Linked DNA regions of Sus scrofa: all the other regions are linked to region 3. Evidence: chromatin contacts called from public Hi-C and HiChIP or PLAC-seq data. All regions are on one chromosome and are shown on one strand. Each heading gives the region's core, a stretch centred on a gene start, on an enhancer-like site or on the middle of the called end of the contact. The rest is flanking DNA. Distances are from core to core; before and after follow the strand shown. Region 1 overlaps GADL1 (acidic amino acid decarboxylase GADL1). Region 2 holds the start of CMTM7 (CKLF like MARVEL transmembrane domain containing 7). Region 3 holds the start of STT3B (dolichyl-diphosphooligosaccharide--protein glycosyltransferase subunit STT3B).

What was found. A called contact is a pair of places that touch in the nucleus more often than the background predicts. HiChIP or PLAC-seq counts read pairs in DNA pulled down with a chosen protein or histone mark.
Region 1: an H3K27ac HiChIP or PLAC-seq map of skeletal muscle shows a contact between it and region 3. The contact joins the enhancer-like site here to the promoter of STT3B in region 3. A contact is called at or near these places in 1 of 5 promoter capture datasets (fetal skeletal muscle), 5 of 47 Hi-C or Micro-C datasets (embryonic fibroblasts, epiblast stem cells, fetal heart ventricle and 2 more) and 1 of 2 datasets of contacts at active chromatin or transcription factors (skeletal muscle).
Region 2: a contact with region 3 is called in a Hi-C map of mesenteric adipose tissue, with 1.7 times the contacts expected there. The contact joins the promoter of CMTM7 here to the promoter of STT3B in region 3. A contact is called at or near these places in 2 of 47 Hi-C or Micro-C datasets (embryonic fibroblasts and mesenteric adipose tissue).

What each region holds. Positions count from the first base shown.
Region 1 is chr13:16,921,616-16,924,572 of Sscrofa11.1, reverse strand. All of the region lies in intron 14 of GADL1 (acidic amino acid decarboxylase GADL1), which reads left to right. Among named protein-coding and RNA genes, the nearest start is that of GADL1, 130 kb to the left of the region's middle. Within about 2 kb of position 1,357, at least 10 of the 83 cell types and tissues checked have an H3K27ac peak or open chromatin away from gene starts, as enhancers often do. A contact at or near this core is called in embryonic fibroblasts and skeletal muscle, where this site is marked.
Region 2 is chr13:18,370,604-18,373,706 of Sscrofa11.1, reverse strand. CMTM7 (CKLF like MARVEL transmembrane domain containing 7) reads right to left here and starts at 1,536. Exons shown (of 5, transcript NM_001243922.1): 1 at 1,323-1,536. The coding sequence starts at 1,481.
Region 3 is chr13:17,530,830-17,533,913 of Sscrofa11.1, reverse strand. It overlaps STT3B (dolichyl-diphosphooligosaccharide--protein glycosyltransferase subunit STT3B), which reads right to left and starts at 1,573. Exons shown (of 16, transcript XR_002338187.1): 1 at 1-1,573.

The DNA of each region.
Region 1 (2,957 bases), core at 108-2,607, 610 kb after region 3:
TCTGCCAAGGAAAGACATACCCTCAGGAAGATGAAACATTTATTTCATGTAGCTGACAACACTTTCCATGTGGTAACATGTTCAGATGCAAAGAATGTTGGCTGAAGTCAAACAAGGTTCGTGTGGTTTGGGGAGAGAAGTGCTTTGGTCTCACCCGGACTTAGTTTTGCTCTTGGCTCTATGAGACTTTTGGGACAGGCTGCTGTCTCTTGCCAAGGCTCATCCGTGAAATGGATTTAATAATACCTGACTCACGGTATTGTTGAGAAGATAAACTTGAGATAGTGAATGTACGTGGTGGCACTCAGTGCATGGTACAGTGCTCAATAAATGGTATCTGCAGTCATTGTTGATGCGAACAAACCTGGCCTTCTCATCCTAACCTCAGATGCTCTTTCTCACTTTTTGCTGATTTACTGGCAGTTTGAGCAACTTAGTTGCTGGTATATTTTGATAAAAAAGAAGAAAGAGGGAAGGGTATCTAGAAGTTGCAGTCTGAAAATTGAGCCCTTTAATCAAGGGCAGGGATGTATTTTTAGAAGCTGTAGAATTTCATGTCCTTGTAACTTGTGAACCTAAACTATAATCATGAGACATATTGGATGATTGGAGTCCTGGGCCCTCTTCTCATGCCTGTGCATACTCTGTGGGGGAGGTTCAGCTCTAGGAAATAAAGAACATGTTAACCACAAGGCAGAAATGTAGGGAAACATTTATTCATGGCCCTGTGATCACCCTTGGAATATTCACAAAGGGCATCACATTAGCCTTGGCTATGATGGCCAGTGCTCTGTGAGCAAGGGCACAGCTGGTCATAAGGAAGACTTTGATGGCTTACCTTTTCATTTCTTTCTTTATTACCTTTCCACTTGCCATGCAGATTGTTCTGAGTATTTATGATATTTATAGGCTTCTGATGATCTAGCCTCTGCTCTATTCCCTTTTCCACTTTTGCTAACTAATCCCTTATGCTTTCCTGTATCAGCTGGTTTTTAAATGTCAGTCTGGGAGGTTGATTTCAGAAGCTATATTTAAAAGAGACCTTCCTGCATCTTTGGCTCTTTAATGGGGCAGCATACTTAAAGAGGGATGGGATCCAGGGGGCCATTTCTTATTTTCTTTTTAGATTGCATCTTGGAAACAGAAGCACATCTCTTCACATGGTGTCCCGTAAACTCAGGGTAGGCTTTCTGCTGAGATCAGAATCTTTCAGCCTTAATCCTGAGGTCAGCCAGGAGTTGTGGCTAAAACCAGGCTGGAAATGCTTCAGGAAGCCGAAGGGAAAAGCTGTACCATGCAGTTGCTGTTGACTCACACATTTTCTGACCACGTGAGTCCTCTTTTCTGGCCATCTTCCCAAGGATTCTGGCAGGAAGCTGTCAGGCTGGATCAATTAGTGATTGCTGCATAGCAAACCAACCAAACCCAGTGGCTTAAAACAAAAAGCAATCATCAATTCTCATGAATTTCCGGATGATCTGGATGGTTGCACTGGTCTTGGCCGGGCTCCCTGTTACACCAACAGCCAGCTATGGGGCAGGAAGGCAGCTCTGTTCATCATGACTGTGTTTGCTGGACTAGCATGGCCACCACTGGGACAACTGAGCCATCCTCTAAATGGCCTCTAATCCTCATCAAGCTATTCTGGGCTCGTTGTCCTGGCAGTGGTAGGGTTCCAAGAGAGCAAGTGAAAGTTTGCAAGACTCCTTGGGCTCAGAACTAGCACATCATCCCTTGTGCTGTTTTTTATAGACCAGAGCAAATTGCAAAGCCAGACAGAATGGAGAGGAGGTGTGATGGAGGAACAGACTCCACCACTGCTGATGGGAAGAACTTGAAAATGACATTGCAGAGTGTGGCAGAAGGATATAATGTGAGCACTGTATTGCAACCATTCTACCACAGAGACACCCTTCCTTATGACTTTATACACTGCAGAGTGTTTTATGGCTTGAAAAGTGTTTCTACATCCACAGTCTCAGCTGACTTTCCTAAGAATCCTATCAAGTCAGTTTCATTCTTATGATCATTTCCATCTTACATATGAAGACACCGAGGCCCAGATCAGTTAATTAGGTAGGATTGAGGTGGAGCCAGGATTTAAATGCAGTTCTTAGTATAATCAGATTCTGTGTTGTTTTCATGGTGCATGAAAATATTATATCAAAGGATGAAATGAAAAGAAATGCCTCTTGACATAGCGAGATTGTGTGTGTGCAAGGAGTGATGAATCCCTATGTATCTGCTGCTGCTGGCTCCATGCCGCCTGGGCATTTGTGAAGCTCCCTCCTGCTCAGTGATGTCTCCGTTACGGTGCTGGGCCTCTGCGGCCTGGCCTGGGCATGGTGCCCCTGTGAGTTGTCAGGATTGGAGTTCGGCAGTGAAGCAGCATGGCTCACCCACAGGAAGCAGCCCTGAAAGGTCAGCCTGGGGTGGTCTGTGTGAGTGCTGGTGTACAGTTGAGAGCTTCTACTTTCTCTTAGTAGGAAAAGAGGGAGTCCTTAGGCACTTTTTTTTTTTTTGTCTTTTTAGGGCCACACTCACAGCATATGGAAGTTCCCAGGCTTGGGGTTGAATTAGAGCTGCAGCTTCTGGCTACACCACAGCCACAGTGTCGTGGGATTCCAGCTGCGTCGGTAACCAAGCTCATGACAATGCCGGATCCTCAACCCACTGAGTGAGGCCATGGATCAAATCCACATCCTCATGGATAGTAGTTAGATTTGTTACCACTGAGCCACAACAGTAACTCCTTTTGGCACATGTTTAAATCACTTTGATCATGACATATTTTCTGGACGTTCAGCTTTGATTTTGTTCCATCACTCATTTAATAAATATTTATTAAGTGTTTCCAATATATCAGGCACTATTCTTGGAGGGCTCTCTGTCCTCAATGAGTTTAAGGTGTAATGGAGAAAAACATATAAAGATACTACATATATACATGCTTACAT
Region 2 (3,103 bases), core at 287-2,786, 840 kb before region 3:
CAGCTGGGGCCTGACCCACCCCCACCCATTTTTTTAAGGATGCGGAGGTAGGCTAGCCCCCTCAATTTGACTGATCAGACCGCTTAGCCTAAATCAAAAAAAAAAAAAAGAAAGAAAAAAGAAAAAAAAAAAAAAGCCTTGCTCAAAACCAACACAGCTCAACATAATTTTTTTTGTTAATAGCTAAAATGCCCCTACTTTCTAATTTTTGGTCCACTTCAATGCTCTTCGAGAAAAGGGAACTCAATCCCCCTTCCTTTCAGGTCTGGCCAAGCAGAAAACCAGAGCCCTCTGTACACACTCAGCATCCAGAGCAACAGCGCTGTGGATACTTGGACAGACCTCATCCCGCGCCCATCCCTGGGGCTGATGCAGCTGCCCTGGCCCTGGCTCTGGCTCTGTGACCGGGTGGCTAACCCACATCCCTTCCTTCACACCCCCTTTCAAAATTACCACTTCCCCGTCCACCATTCCGGCTGCAAACAGTACAATGAGTGGAGTCACAGAACAGCCCAGCTCAGTTTCAAAACATATCCAACAAACGGGAAAGGTGTTTTCCTTAAGATTTAAATATTTTAAGGAAGAAAAAAAAAAAACGGGAAGGGAGAAAACAGTGCGGAACAAGGGCTCAGGCCGGGAAGGTCTGCCCTGGTGGAGGTTCCTGCAGCTCTGGTCGCACTCGGCGCCTGGGCTTTCGTCCTGCCCGTCTCCAAAATGACCCCCAGTCTGGCGACCCCGGCTCCCCAAAATCGACGTTCCCCAGTGACCGCTGCCGTCCAACGGCCGCGAGACCCCCTTTGAAGCTTGACGGCTGCCGCACGGATGCTTTCTCTCCCCGCCCCGCTCCGCTCCGGGAAGCCAGGCCTTCGGACTCCGCGCTCGGAGGAGGAAGCCCCGCGGCGCGCGGCTCCAGAAAAGAGGCGGCCGCGGCCGAGAAGAGGTCGGGTTCCGCGGCCTGAGTGCCGCTGCCCGGGCACTCTCCCCTCCCGGCTCGGGTCCGAAGCTGCGCGGCCCGAGAAAAGGAAGGAAGACGCACAGGAACTTTGGCGGCGGCTTCGGTCACGAGCGGGCAGGCCCCTCAGAACTGCTGGAAACACTTGGGACCCCGGAGCGGGGGCTGCTGGAGCAGACCGAGTGGGGCGGAGTTCCAGCGCGGGAGCTGCACGCTCAACTCGCCCGAGGAAGCCCCCTCCGACTTGACTTGGGCGGTACGCTCTCCGCCGGGGGGGCGGGATGCTCCGGCGGCGGGCGCGATCCCTCCCCGGACTCTGCCCTCCAGGTCTCCCCGTGTGACCCCCGGCCCGCTCCCGAGCCTCTCTCACCATCTGCGCCACTTTCAGCAGCGCCGCGTGGGTGCGGGGGTAGAAGGGGTCCAGCAGCCCTTCCGACGAGCCCGCGCCCGGCTGCCCCGCGCCAGCACCGGGTCCCGAGGAGCTGCCGCTGCTGCACGTGGTGCGAACGAGCCCAGCTCCGTGCGACATTTCGCAGCCCCTGCCCGCCCGCCGCCTCCTCCGGCCGGGGCCGAAGGCCAGCTGCGAAGGGGCGGAGTGGGGCCGCGGGGCGGGGCGGGGCCGCGGGGCGGGACCCTAGCGTCCGGGAGAGGCGCTAGCGCCCCGGGCCCGCGCGGGGACGCTCACCCAGCCTCGGCGGGACCTGGCCGGGGAGGGCCCGGTTCGCGATCTCCGGAAAGGTGGCTGCACCCCCTAGCCCTCGGGGAGGCGCGGAAGTCGGGCTGGAGGGAGGAGGGAAACCAACGCCCTGGGCCGTGGCCTTTCCGAGGTGGGCGAGGCCCGGGCACAGCTGGGTTTGGGCCTCCTGGGATTTGGTGTGGGCGCGCCTGCGAATGTGTGCTAAGAGCGCTTGATTGAAGTGTAACTCGCATACACTGAAATGCCCAAACCCTCCGTGTTCAGCTCCGTTAATTGTTCTGTATGTGTACGTACACCTGTGTAACCCCCCCGCCCCAGCAACCAATAGAACATGCCAATACTTGTGCTTTCCCCCTTGTGTCACTACAGATTCGTGTCCTCTCTTCTCAGACTTGATATACTTTAAATAATACAGCAATATTCTCATTTGTGTCTGGCTTCTTTCACTCAGTACAACACATTGAGATGAATTCTGTGTGCCCAATAAAACTGTGGTGAATATTCTGGTGAGATTTTTTGGTGGACATAAACAAGCTCTCAATTCTTTGGATAAATACCTATGAGTGGGTTTGCTGAGTCACATGGAGAGCATAGGTTTACCTCTAATAGGAGCGGCCAGTTATCCAAGCCATGTTGCCCTCCTTTGGGGTTACTTTCATTTTATTTTTTGTCTTTTTAGGGCTGCATCCGTGGCATATCAAGTTCCCAGGCTAGAGGTTTAATTGGAGCTGTTGCTGCTGGCCTACACCACAGCTCATGGCAACACTGGATCCTTAAACCACTGGGCGAGACCAGGGATCAAACTGGCATCCTCATGGACACTAGGTGTGGTTCTTAATCCGCTGAGCCATAGCAGGAACTCCCTGGGTTACTTTTAAATTGAAGACAGGTGCAAACAGGACTACTGAAGTGAGATGTTATCGGTGTTCTCTTTGAGCAGAGTGTCCCTGTGGCCAATCTTGTTATTTCTCAAAAAAACTTGGAGATAATGCAAAAATCTCTCTCTAAGAGATCACTGGATGCCAGGGCTGTGCTGTCGTCAGGAGACTGTCTTGATGATTCTAGAAAGTGGAGATACTCATGCAATCTCTGCTTTGATAAGTTTCCCAGGTGATTCTGATAAAATCTCAAGTTTGAGCACCAGTCATTGCCAAAGTTGAGGCAGTTGGGGTTTCACTACACTATTTTCTCCACTTTTGTGTACATTTGAAAATTTCCAGAAGTTCCCATCTTGGCACAGCAGAAATGAATCCGACTAGGAACCATGAGGTTTCAGGTTCCATCCCTGGCCTCGCTCAGTGGGTTAAGGATCCAGTGTTGCCGTAAGCTGTGGTGTAGGCTGGCACCTGCAGCTCCAATTTGACCCCTAGCCTGGGAGCCTCCATATGCCATGGGTGTGGCCCTAAAAAAAAAGAAAGAAAGAAAGGAAGAAAATTTCTTTGATCAAAAAAATA
Region 3 (3,084 bases), core at 324-2,823:
TTTCGCGCTCTTGTGTTGGCTGCGAGGAGAGATGCTAGGCAGCTCTGCGCGTCGCACGGGATTGAGCCGGGCCCAGGGTTCGGGAGGTGGTCGATGACAGCGGGGCAGCCTCCGTCAGGACCAGCTTACAGGAGACGAAGAGCCCCGCACCAACCGGCTGGCCGCTCTCAGGCTCCCAGCGGTCGTGACTTTTAACTCTGTGTGCGGAGCGCCCACCACGTGACCGGACGCGCAGGCGCGCTGCTCCGCGCGTGAGTCTGGCACGCACGGCTCGGCCACCGGTGGCGCTCCGCTCGCGCGGTGAGTGAGGCTCCTGCCTATGCGCTGCGATTCGCCCCGCGGGTAGCGCCCGACATTCTGCCTCCGAGGTTGCGAGCAAGGACGCGTTTGCCAACGCCGAAAATTCTTTGGAGCCGGCAAGCAGGCCCCTAGCTCGGCAACGACCTGCTAGGACCTGTGAACTGCGGATCTCTGGCGTTTTTCACTAGTATTTCTCTAATTGCAAAGGTAGTGTTTGTTCAATGGAAAGGTAGACAGATGCAGGAATCAGTTGCATACATTCCACTGGGGACGAGTGAAACTATTTAACTTCCTGTGGACTTTTAAGTTCTATCTTTAGTAGGTGATGGCTGACTGCAGATTCCCAGACACGAATCTAGGTTGTATTTTTACACCTTTCTCCCCCTTTCCCCATGCCCCTGCCCTCCAAAAGAAAGTGCTACCGGGTAGAGTAAATTCAAAGCAAAATAAGCTTAAATGCAAGTGGAGTAATCGACTATATTTCAATAAAAAGTACATATATATGTATGGAGTAGTGGGGAAACTAGAATTGCTCTGATAGAAGCCCCAGAAAGGGCACGAAGGTTTCAGCGTAATCAACAGTACTCGAGTGTTGACTTTTCACGTGATTAACATTTTTATTAGGTAAATAACATCTGAACTTAAAAGCATGTCTTCGAGTAATGTTATAAAGGCACCCAGTTATTTTCTTTAGTCATTTAAAGTTTTTACAGAGAAAATTTAAACACATTTAAAAGTTGTGTTTAAATAGTAGGTCTTTTCAAAGTGTTAGATAAATGTACTTTGACGTTGCCCTTTGAAAACGACTGGATCCAGCTACTTTCTTTTTTCTTTTTGCTGTGTCCACGCATACATAAACTCCAGGGCCAGGGATCAAACCCTGACCACAGCAACTACCTGCAACACAGCTGTGACAAAGCTGGATCCTTAACCTAGGCCACCAGGGAACTTCCATCTCTTAACCTGGTAAGTGATTAACTTTTCTCCCCTTTCCTTACATAAATAAATAAATCGTCTCATTAAGGAAAGGATGAAAAGATTTCCAGAAATAGACTTTTCCACTAACGATTTAATAGCCGACATTTATTGAACATCTAAATTTTAATGAGAGTTATGATGGAATATTAACGGAGTCCTATTGTACCAGAAAGGTGATGTGCCCTTTGTCAGAGCCCAAACCTTGTATGCCAGAATGCCGGCATTTGGAGTACTTGTGCCTTTGTTCCATGAATCCAAGTTCTGTCAGCCTAAAATAAAATTATTTTGTGTTTTTAATTTATTTGGAAATATCTATTTTATTGTCTTTTGTGTAGATGCTCCCTGCTAAGTTGTACATTATCTTTTTTGGGGGGGAGGGTTGTTTAATGGCCAGAATCCTGGTCTGAAAAGTGTCAAAGCTTGGTTCTGACCCCGTATTGTGGCTTCTTAGCCATGTAACATTGGACAACTCACCCCCCATGGGTCGCTCTTCCTACTCTTCAAGTAAATTGTTAATATCAAATTAGATGGCTTTAAAACAAAAAACCCAAACAAAAATTAGTTTATCTGAAAATATTTTGAAGGATTGTTGAGGAACATAGAGTAGCGTAAGAGTAAAAACAGCAGGAAAAACTCCTGTTATTCTTGGTCTTCACCCACTCACAGGCTCATTCAACAAGTATTTATTGGGCTTCTCTTTTATGCCAAGCACTTTGTGGACTGTGGGATGCAGTAGAGAACATGAAGGATGTGATTCCAGCCCTAGGGAGATGGATATTGACTAAACCATCCCGTTACTAAATACCAAAAATGGAACATTACAGATACTGGAAGAGACATATACAGGGGATTTGATTTGCACAAGATGGGAATGTTATCCTGAGGAAGCAGCATTAGGGCTGAGGACCAGGGGTGAGGATGAATGGACCAGGGAGAGAAGAATGGAAAGAATTAGTACTTGCAAAGGTCTGTAGTGGACTGGGAGGCAAGTACAGGAACCCAGAAAAGGACTAGTATGGCTACAACGCAGATAGTGGAACTATGTAGGATAGGAGTTGAATAAATGGCCAGATAGGGTGGAGCATGTTGAGAGGTGTTTTTTTTGTTTTATTTTAACCAGAAAGTAGTATGGAGCCACAGATGGCTTTAAGCAGGATGTGGTAGGTGTGATGGAATCAGAAAGATGATGGAGTGTGTGTTTTGTGCCATGTGGAAAGCACCTTGGAGAGGGGGACTAGTGAGAGTTCTCATCAGTCTTTTTGTACCAGTATCTGAGATTTCAGAGGTCACTTCTGTGAGGAATGCATTACTGAAGAACCTCTAAAGAACCCATAGAAATAAACTGCAACTTGTTTCGTTCTTGGTTTCCAGACCAACAACAGGGAAAAATGGTTTCCAGTCAGGGCATGAAGCTTGGGTGTGTTATTTTATTCTTCTCTGCACTTAACTTCTTTATCCTGCTAGGTGCTTACAGTGTTCTCACCAAGTACCAATATCTGAGGGGTTAGATAGTCAAACATAAACATGTGGTGTGATGAGCAGAGTGGTGATACATCAGGAGCAAAGAGGACAGTGGGCCAGGGCTTTCAAGGGGAGGGAGTGTTTGCGCTGAAACCTGAGTGTGAATTCACCAAACACACCAGGAAGAGGGATGGGGGGATGCCAAGCAGGAACAAGGAAGTCCATGGAAATAACACTCCAAGTTTAGTATTAATGAGGGTGTGTTGGAAGATGGAGGCTGAAAGGAAGATAAGAACCATATTATTGAGGATTTCTCTGCCTGGTTAACGGCTTTAGAATACCTTT